Linked DNA regions of Sus scrofa: region 1 is linked to region 2. Evidence: chromatin contacts called from public Hi-C data. All regions are on one chromosome and are shown on one strand. Each heading gives the region's core, a stretch centred on a gene start, on an enhancer-like site or on the middle of the called end of the contact. The rest is flanking DNA. Distances are from core to core; before and after follow the strand shown. Region 1 holds the start of GDF1 (embryonic growth/differentiation factor 1). Region 2 holds the start of HOMER3 (homer protein homolog 3).

Region 1 (4,062 bases), core at 464-2,963, 59 kb after region 2:
ACCAATGAGCCTGTGCTAGTTTCTGTGTTGGGATACACAGGAGTCAGAAACAATGGTAGATCCCCCAGGAGTGTGTCAGGTGAACAGTGAGTTTTCTCTGCTTTCTGATGTCTAGATCGTGAGAACATAGTATTGGCTCAAAAAATTTAATATGTTTGTATGTAAATTAGACTGCAGCAAAGAGACTGATGGACCATGTGCAAAGACATGAAGGATTCCTTTAGGTGTTCCCATCGTGGCTCAGTGGTTAACAAATCCGACTAGGAACCTTGAGGTTGTGGGTTTGATCCCTGGCTTTGCTCAGTGGGTTAAGGATCCTGCGTTGCCATGAGCTGTGGAGTAGGTCGCAGACGTGGCTAGGATCTGGCGTTGCCGTGGCCGTGGCATATGCCGGCAGCAACAGCTCCAATTAGACACCTAGCCTGGGAACCTCCATATGTCACGGGTGCAGCCCTAGAAAAGACGAAAAGACCAAAAAAAAAAAAAAAAAAAAAAAGTTCCCGTAAGTGGGAACAGAGATAACAGACATGGTCAATGGCTGCGGTGAGATGCCGTCTCGGCACCAGCATGCTGGTCAGTTAAACTCCAAGCAAGTGTTGGCGGTAGAGGCAAGGAACAGGGGCAGGCCTGTTGGATCTGGTCCGGTGGGTCTGGGCAAAACCCCAGGGTGCAAGTCCCCTCCCAGTCAGAACCCCAGAGATCTGCCACTAACACAGGCAGGGAAGGTGGAATTAAGGAGAGAAGAAGTGCACTGGGGAGCGATCTCAATGGCACGCACATTTGGGGAAAACTGAGGTGCAGGAGAAGACACCCCTATGGACAGATGCCCATTGTTTACAAGTTATGGGTCTTTGGGATCTTAAGCTGGACACTATCGATTCGTTTTAAAACATTTCATAACATGTTTTACTGACATGGAAGCAAAATAGGGGCTGTGGCAGAGGTAGACTGAGGGCAGTGGATGAAGAATCACTGGGAAGCCTTTCCTGGTAGGGCTGGGGGAGTTGGGGGAGGAGCCTGCCCGGTGGGGTTGCAGGGGGCTCTGGCCAGTTCTGCCTCCCAGGAAGAGGAGGAGGAGAAAGTGCTGGTCTAGGTCCATGCGGTGGGGTTAAGTCAGGCAGAGTGAGGGAGGTAGCTTTTGCCCTCTAGTGGCCGCAGGTGGCGCGGGGGGAGGGGAAAGGAGGGTTTAATTGTAGGGAAAAGCGGGGACCACTTGCCCAGCAGGCAGATGGCAGGGTCTTTTGGCCTTGTGGGCTGGGCAAAGAGCTATGGCGGGCAAGGAAGGCGGGACGGGGCGCTGCGCGGGGGCATGGGGTTCCCAGGTTAACCGGGCCGGTTCTGGCTCTCAGGAAGCCGCTGAAGAACGGCCTGGTCAAGGACAAGCGCTTCTGAACCCCTCGACCCGGCCCCGCCGCCCAGGACCCAGCCATACCCAACCACGCCCCCGGGGACCAGCCATGCTGTTTCCCCAGTTGCCCCCGGACCCTGGCCCTATCAAGCTCCGCCTCCTGTCCCCTCTCCCCCGCCCTGGCCACTCCCCGGACCCCTGCCCCGTACCCTCGAGACCTCGCCCCCTGGATTAGTCCCAATTCGGCTTCAGAATCGCGGCCACGCCCCCCGGGGCCCAGACCCTGCCCAGCCCCGCGTCTCTCCTGCGACCCCTTCCCCGCCCCCAGACCGCAGGTCCGGGAGCCCAGCAGCTCCTGAACACTCGCCGGACCGCCGCCTGCAAAGAAGATGCCCTCGCCTTGCCGCCGAGCCCTTCTGCTCCTACTGGCCCTGCTGCTGCCCTCGCCATCCCTGGCCCGCGCCCCTGCTGCCCCGGGCCCTGCCGCCTCCCTGCTGCGGGCTCTCGGGTTGTCCGACGCACCCCGGGACGCCCCCACGTCCCGGCCCGTACCCCCGGTCATGTGGCGCTTATTCCGCCGCCGGGACCACCAGGAAGCCAGGGCGGGCTCAAGGAGAACACCCCCGGCGGCCGCCCTGCGGCCGTGCCACGTGGAGGAGCTGGGGGTCGCTGGAAACATCGTGCGCCACGTACCGGACCGCGGTGAGTGGGGCCTGCGCTGGGGGCGTGGGTCTGAGAGACGGAGATCCCGCTGGGTGCTCCGGGCTGCCAGGAGCTTCCAGTGGCGCGTAGAGAGGCTGGAATCTCTGAGGGTCCCCACTCGCTAGCCCGCAAGCAACCGGGATCTCTGCACTCCATCCATTCTTCCGCGTGGACACCTGTGGGGAGGGGCGGGGAGTGGTCCGAAAGCCAGCTTGCAGCTGAAGCCCTGCCCCCACTCCATCCCACCCCTTCTGCCGCTTCACACCACTAGATGCCTTCCTGCAAATGCCACCCCGCCCCAGCATCGCTTCCCCACGGGCCCCAGGCGTTCGCCCACCCTCCACCCCCAACCCTGCCTGTGTTCCCAACTGCGGGCTGGCCACCCTTGCACCGGGCAGGGCCTCTTCCTTGGAAGTGATGCCCTGCCCCCCGCTCCTTCTCTCCCCGACCCCCCGCCGCCTCACACCATTTGACGCCTTCTAACAGATGGTGTGCCCCCAGGCCCCCACCCTGCCCGTCCCCAACCCAGAGCCCCTCTCGGGGCACTGAGTAGGGACGCAGCGCCAGCCGAACCCTCTCCCTGCCTCCCCAGGCGCGGCTGCCCGGCGCCCGGAGCCCGCCTCGGCTGCCGGGCAGTGCCCGGAGTGGACCGTCGTCTTCGACCTGTCGACCGTGGAACCGGCAGAACGCCCAAGCCAGGTTCGCCTGGAGCTGCGCTTCGCGGCTGAGGAGGCGTCGGCGGGGATGGCGGGCAGCTGGGAGCTGAGCGTGGCGCGCGCGGGCTCTGGTCCGGTGCTGCTCCGCCAGGCGGTGACCGCCCTGGGAACGCCGGTGCGCGCTGAGCTGCTGGGCGCCGCCTGGGCCCGCAACGCCTCGGCGCCGCGCAGCCTCCGTCTAACACTGGCGCTGCGTCCTCGGGCCCCCACCGTTTGCGCGCGCCTGACCGAGGCCTCGCTGCTGCTGGTGACCCTCGACCCGCGCCTGTGCCACCCTCTGGCCCGGCCGCGGCGCGAGGCCGAGCCCGCAGTGGGCGGTGGCTCGGGGGGCGCGTGTCGCACGCGGCGGCTCTATGTGAGCTTCCGCGAGGTGGGCTGGCACCGCTGGGTCATCGCGCCTCGCGGCTTCCTAGCCAACTACTGCCAGGGAAAGTGCGCGCTGCCCGCCGCGCTGTCGGAACCGGGTGGGACGCCCGCGCTCAACCACGCGGTGCTGCGCGCGCTCATGCACTCGGCCGCCCCCGGCGCCGCCGGCCTGCCCTGCTGCGTACCCGCGCGTCTATCGCCTATCTCTGTGCTCTTCTTTGATAACAATGACAACGTGGTACTACGGCACTACGAGGACATGGTGGTGGATGAGTGCGGCTGCCGCTGATGGGGGCAGGTGGGCGGTGGCAACAATAAACACTACGTGGTCCGCTCTACTGTCTTCTTGAGCCGTGCCAGGGTGGTTGGGGGTGGGGAGGGAAGCGGCCGAGAGCATCACCATGATCCACCAGGGTGGTGGTAGTGGGGTAGTCTACAGCGACGCCACCGGCCCATCCCTCCCAAGCCTTCCAGAACCCCCATCTCCCGGCGGCCCATGGCATGCGCCTGAGCTCTGGGAATTGCCTGAGCAGTCTCCGCTGTGCATATTTGGCCTGTCTCAGCCTTCCCATCTAGGTGGTTCCAGGTCCTGCGACGCCAACCAGCCAGACCCCCAGACCAAGTCCTATGCCACCCCCCCCCCGTAGTTACCCAGCCCGGGGGTGAATGCAAGAGCTATTTTATTAAGATTTTTATTGGTGACAAAAGAGCTTAAAACAAATTGACCAAAAAATCAAAAGTTAACGTTGCCTTGGTACAGATGCGCCTCAATTTAGGAAACTCATAGTAACTGCTGCTAAGGTGGAGAAAAAAACGCAAACAGCACAAAGCGGAGGCAAAGCATTCCAAGGAACAGAACAGGGTGGGTGGGTGTGTCACCCATGGGGAGTTCACACATGGGGTCAGAGCAGAAACCTATCCAAACTCTAT
Region 2 (3,961 bases), core at 1,350-3,849:
AGTTAGAAAACTGAGGTCTACACTGACAAATATATTCCCTTGGAGTTCCCTGGTGGCTCAGTGGGTTAAACATACAGCATTGTCATTGCTGTGGCTCAGGTTACTGCTGTGGCCCAAGTTTGATCCCTGGCCTGGGAACTTCTGCATGCCTTGGGCATGGCCAAATAAAAAAAGACTTAAAAACCAACAAACCACTCCCTCAGTTTGAACTTGACTAAGACAATTTCAGGTCAGGGCTGCTCAAGGTCAACCGCATCCCAGTCCTTCCTGGAGGCCTGTGAGGGGACCCCATTCTCCCTCATGCTGCTGCCAGCCCTCCTGCCCACTCAAGGAGTAAAGGCTGGCCAAGCTCCTTGCCTGGCCACACCCCTAGAATGGCCTCAGGGCCCCAGATCAACAGCCAGCCAGCACTCGGCACATGCCAAGCATCTTCCAGAAGCCTCGGCCCTGCTGGCACCTTTCTAGTTACTTTTTTTGTATGTGTGTGTGGTAATAAGGAAAAGTCACTCTTTGCACAGAACAGACGGTATTTTCTTTGTTCCTTACAGTGTTCAAGCATTTTGTGGCTTCGGGCCTGAGAGCGAAGCCAAATCCTTTGCTTATTCAGATGCCGTGTGAAGTTAGAGGCAGCTGGGGAAACTGAGTCTGCGGCTCCCTTTCTCTAGCGGGGATGAGCAGTCCCTCTCACGCTGAGTAAGGCTGGGGCTCGAGGCTGGGGCTCCAGGATGGGCCTGCCCTGGCTACTGTCAAACCAATAAATAAATCAGGGATCCCTCAGAAAAGGCTGGGGTGGTGGAACAGAGGCGAGCAAGATCTCTTCCAAGCCCAGGATAGTCAGAGGAGCCTCCTGGAAAGGAGGCAAAGGGGCAGTGGAGCTGAGCCTGAAAGGGCAAAACAAAATATGTACCTTCAAGAAGGGCATTCCATGTGGAAGAAACAGCTTGGGTTTGCCCACCTTCTGGCCTGGAAGGAGGAAACCTCAGATCTTGGCCTGGGAATAAGTTTCTAGAAATTATACAAACTGGAATTCACCTAAAGGTAATTTGAAGGGAGCTACCAGCTCAGCTGTGCAATTCTTGTTGGGGTGGGGATGGGGGCAGACAAATATACTAGAACAAGAAAAGGAGGAGTTTCTGTTGTGGCTCAGCAGGTTAAGAACCCAACTAGTATCCATGAGGATGTGGGTTCAATCCCAGGCATTGCTCAGTGGGTTAAGGATCCCTCGTTGCCACAAGCTGCGACATAGATCACAGATGTGGCTCTGATCTGGTGTTGACTATGGTTCTGATTGGACCCCTAGCCTGGGAACTTTCATATTCCTTAGGTTCAGCCCTAAAAAGACAGGGGAAAAAAAAATGGCAAACACTTCTGAGGTTTGAGAAAGCTCACAAGTGAGTCTCCAAGCTTCAGGGAAGTGCAGGTTCTGAGGAGCCTCAGTGCTCTGTCCAAGAACTCGGTGGCACTGTGTGACTTTGGAGGGAGGAGTCTCCAGGGAAAGGGCAGATAATAGGATTGACAAGGGGGCCCCACAGGCAGGCTCGGATCAGGGGAGACTGAACTCAGTTCCAGAAGGACCCTCTCCCAGCAAGCGTATGAAGGGGTGGCTTCCCTCTGACCAGAGGTGGCAAATGCAGGCCTGTGGGCCTCCAGGCAATTTTCTCATTTGGTGGGACCTGGACAATGATGTTCCTTCCACCTCAGTCTTTGGACCCTATAACACAGCAACAATAATCCTAACCCAACCTCACTAGCATTTCTTTTTCTTTCTTTTCTTCTTCTTTTTTTTTTTTTAGGGCCACACCTGACCCACAGCACATGGAGGTTCCCAGGCTCGGGGTTGAATCAGAGCTGCAGCTGCAGGCCTTCACCACAGCCACAGCAACCTGAGATCTAGGCCCATCTGAGACTTACACCACAGCTCACAGAAACACCAGATCTTTTTACCCACTGAGCGAGGCCAGGGATGGAACCCACATCCTCCTGGGTACTAGTTGGGTTTGTTTGGGGTGAGCCACAACAGGAACTCCCCTCACTAGCATTGTTACAGTTGTTTGGGGGGATCAGGGTGGGATGGGAAAGCAGGCAGGGATTCTGAGCAGGGCATCCTGTATCAAGCCCCTTAAGTGCCTACTGTTTGCCTCTCTCTCACCTTCTTCTAGGCCCCTCTCCGCCCAAGTCTCTTTGGTTTTCTAGAAACACGCACTGAGCTCCTACCGTGTGCAGACGCCTGGACCCACAAGGCGTCAGATGTGCGCTGCCTCTGGATTCCCATCAGGTGAAGAGGGACTTGACCCCCCATCACAGGCAAAAGCAGCAGTGATGGGGAGGGTCCGGCTCACTCTTGAACAAAGGATGAGGCCACATTCTATTCTGTCCACCTAGGCCTGTCTCTGACTCCCTCCTCCATCTCTCTGTCTCTGGGTCTGGGTCTCTGTCTCCACTGCATCCCCTGTCCCCTTCTGTACCCATCTTAATATCCCGTCCACAATCCTCCCCACTTCCTCCCTGCTCCCACCCCTCCCTCTCCCCCTCGCCGCGGAGGGCCGGCAGGGGGCGCTGCGGGACGGCCTCGGCCGCCCGGGGAGGCGGGGCGGGCGGCGGCCGCGTCGGGACCGGCCGCGATGGGACCGGAGGCGGCGCGGGCGGCGGCGGCGGCGCAGACAAAGGCGCGGGCGGTGCGGCGGGCGGCGAGGAGGGCGCGGGCCCCGGAGCCAGCGAGCGAGCGGGGCGCCCGGCTTCGGGGAGTCGGCGCCGTGGGGCCGCACCCGTCTCGCGCCCGGACATTTGCGGGGCGCCGAGCCGTCAGGGTGAGCCTGGATAGCTGAGCCTGCACTGGGTGCAGGGGGTTGGGGGCGCGAAGTTCTGGGACTGGGGACAGGGCTCGGGGGTCCTCGAAGTTCCGAATACGGAGGCTGGGGGCGGATCAGGGAGCCCCGAAGTTCCAGGGCTTGAGAGGGCACAGGAACCCCGAAGTTCCGGAGTCGGGGTCGAGGAGGGCACAGTACGCCGGGTTCCCCAAATTCCGGACCTAAGGTGGAGGGGAGGCGCGAGGGGACGCCGAAATTCCAGACCTGGGGATGGAAGGGTGGCAGGGGTCCCCGAAGTTCAAGAGCCAGGGACAGCGGGGAGGATCCCCTAAGTTCTGGACCTGTAGTTGCAGGAGGTAGATAACACGTCCCCGAAGTTCTGGATCCGGAGTCAGGGGGAGGGGGGGAGGCGTAGCAGGGATCTTGGAAATACCAAGGTCCGGGATGGCACTTCCTGCATTTGGGGCGCACATGGGGCACCCCGCTTCTGACGGGTGGGGATTCGATTCTGAGCGAGTATCTCCTCAGATCCCCTGGGCTGGGGTTCCTGGGGTGGGGCTTCGCCCCCTCACGCGATTGTGGATCCAGTACACCGGGCGGGGTCAGGCCCCCCTTTGGGAGCCCCGCTGCCGGCAGCAGCGGCGTCCGAGGCGCATGACTAGTTGGTGAGTAACTTTCCCCAACGCCTAGAATCGCTGCAGGAGCATCCGGGCAGGGAGGCCCGAGTTTCTGGGACCCCCTGCGCCCGGAACCCTGGCTCAACCCGGGACCTAGCCCCAACCCTGGCCAAAGTCGCTGCCCCTCCCCCACCCAGGGGCTCCGGTTTCAGACCCTGTGACCGGGACAGCAGCTGCCCAGGACAGAGGAGGGGGGCATTCCCCCTCTGACCATGGAGGCTGCTGGGTCGGGGCCTCTCTTCCCTTAGTTTGCCTCCCCCTTCCCCCAGGTCCTCCCCTAGGACTCCCCCCCCAACCCCAGGGTGTTCAGATTAAGTGGTGAGAGGTGATGCGGACTGAGTGGTGATTGGAGGCCACCACCTTGAACCTGTTTAGCCACATCTTGTTTTTTTAACTAGGCTGAGGGCTCCCTGGGGGCTTTGACTCTGAGGTGTGCCTCTGCCCTAAGGTGGAAGCTGAGGGGTCTCTTTGTGGGTC

The links. Hi-C and Micro-C count contacts between places; a contact is called where the count stands out from the background.
Region 1: a contact with region 2 is called in a Hi-C map of subcutaneous adipose tissue, with 1.8 times the contacts expected there. The contact joins the promoter of GDF1 here to the promoter of HOMER3 in region 2. A contact is called at or near these places in 9 of 47 Hi-C or Micro-C datasets (alveolar macrophages, blood, embryonic fibroblasts and 4 more).

The regions. Positions count from the first base shown.
Region 1 is chr2:58,971,205-58,975,266 of Sscrofa11.1, forward strand. GDF1 (embryonic growth/differentiation factor 1) reads left to right here and starts at 1,714. Exons shown (of 2, transcript XM_013991296.2): 1 at 1,714-2,050; 2 at 2,643-4,062. The coding sequence starts at 1,738. The coding sequence ends at 3,421. CERS1 (ceramide synthase 1) reads left to right here. Exons shown (of 7, transcript XM_021083472.1): 7 at 1,350-1,488. The coding sequence ends at 1,392. UPF1 (regulator of nonsense transcripts 1) reads right to left here. Exons shown (of 24, transcript XM_021083471.1): 24 at 3,809-4,062.
Region 2 is chr2:58,911,350-58,915,310 of Sscrofa11.1, forward strand. It overlaps HOMER3 (homer protein homolog 3), which reads left to right and starts at 2,600. Exons shown (of 10, transcript XM_021083465.1): 1 at 2,600-2,807.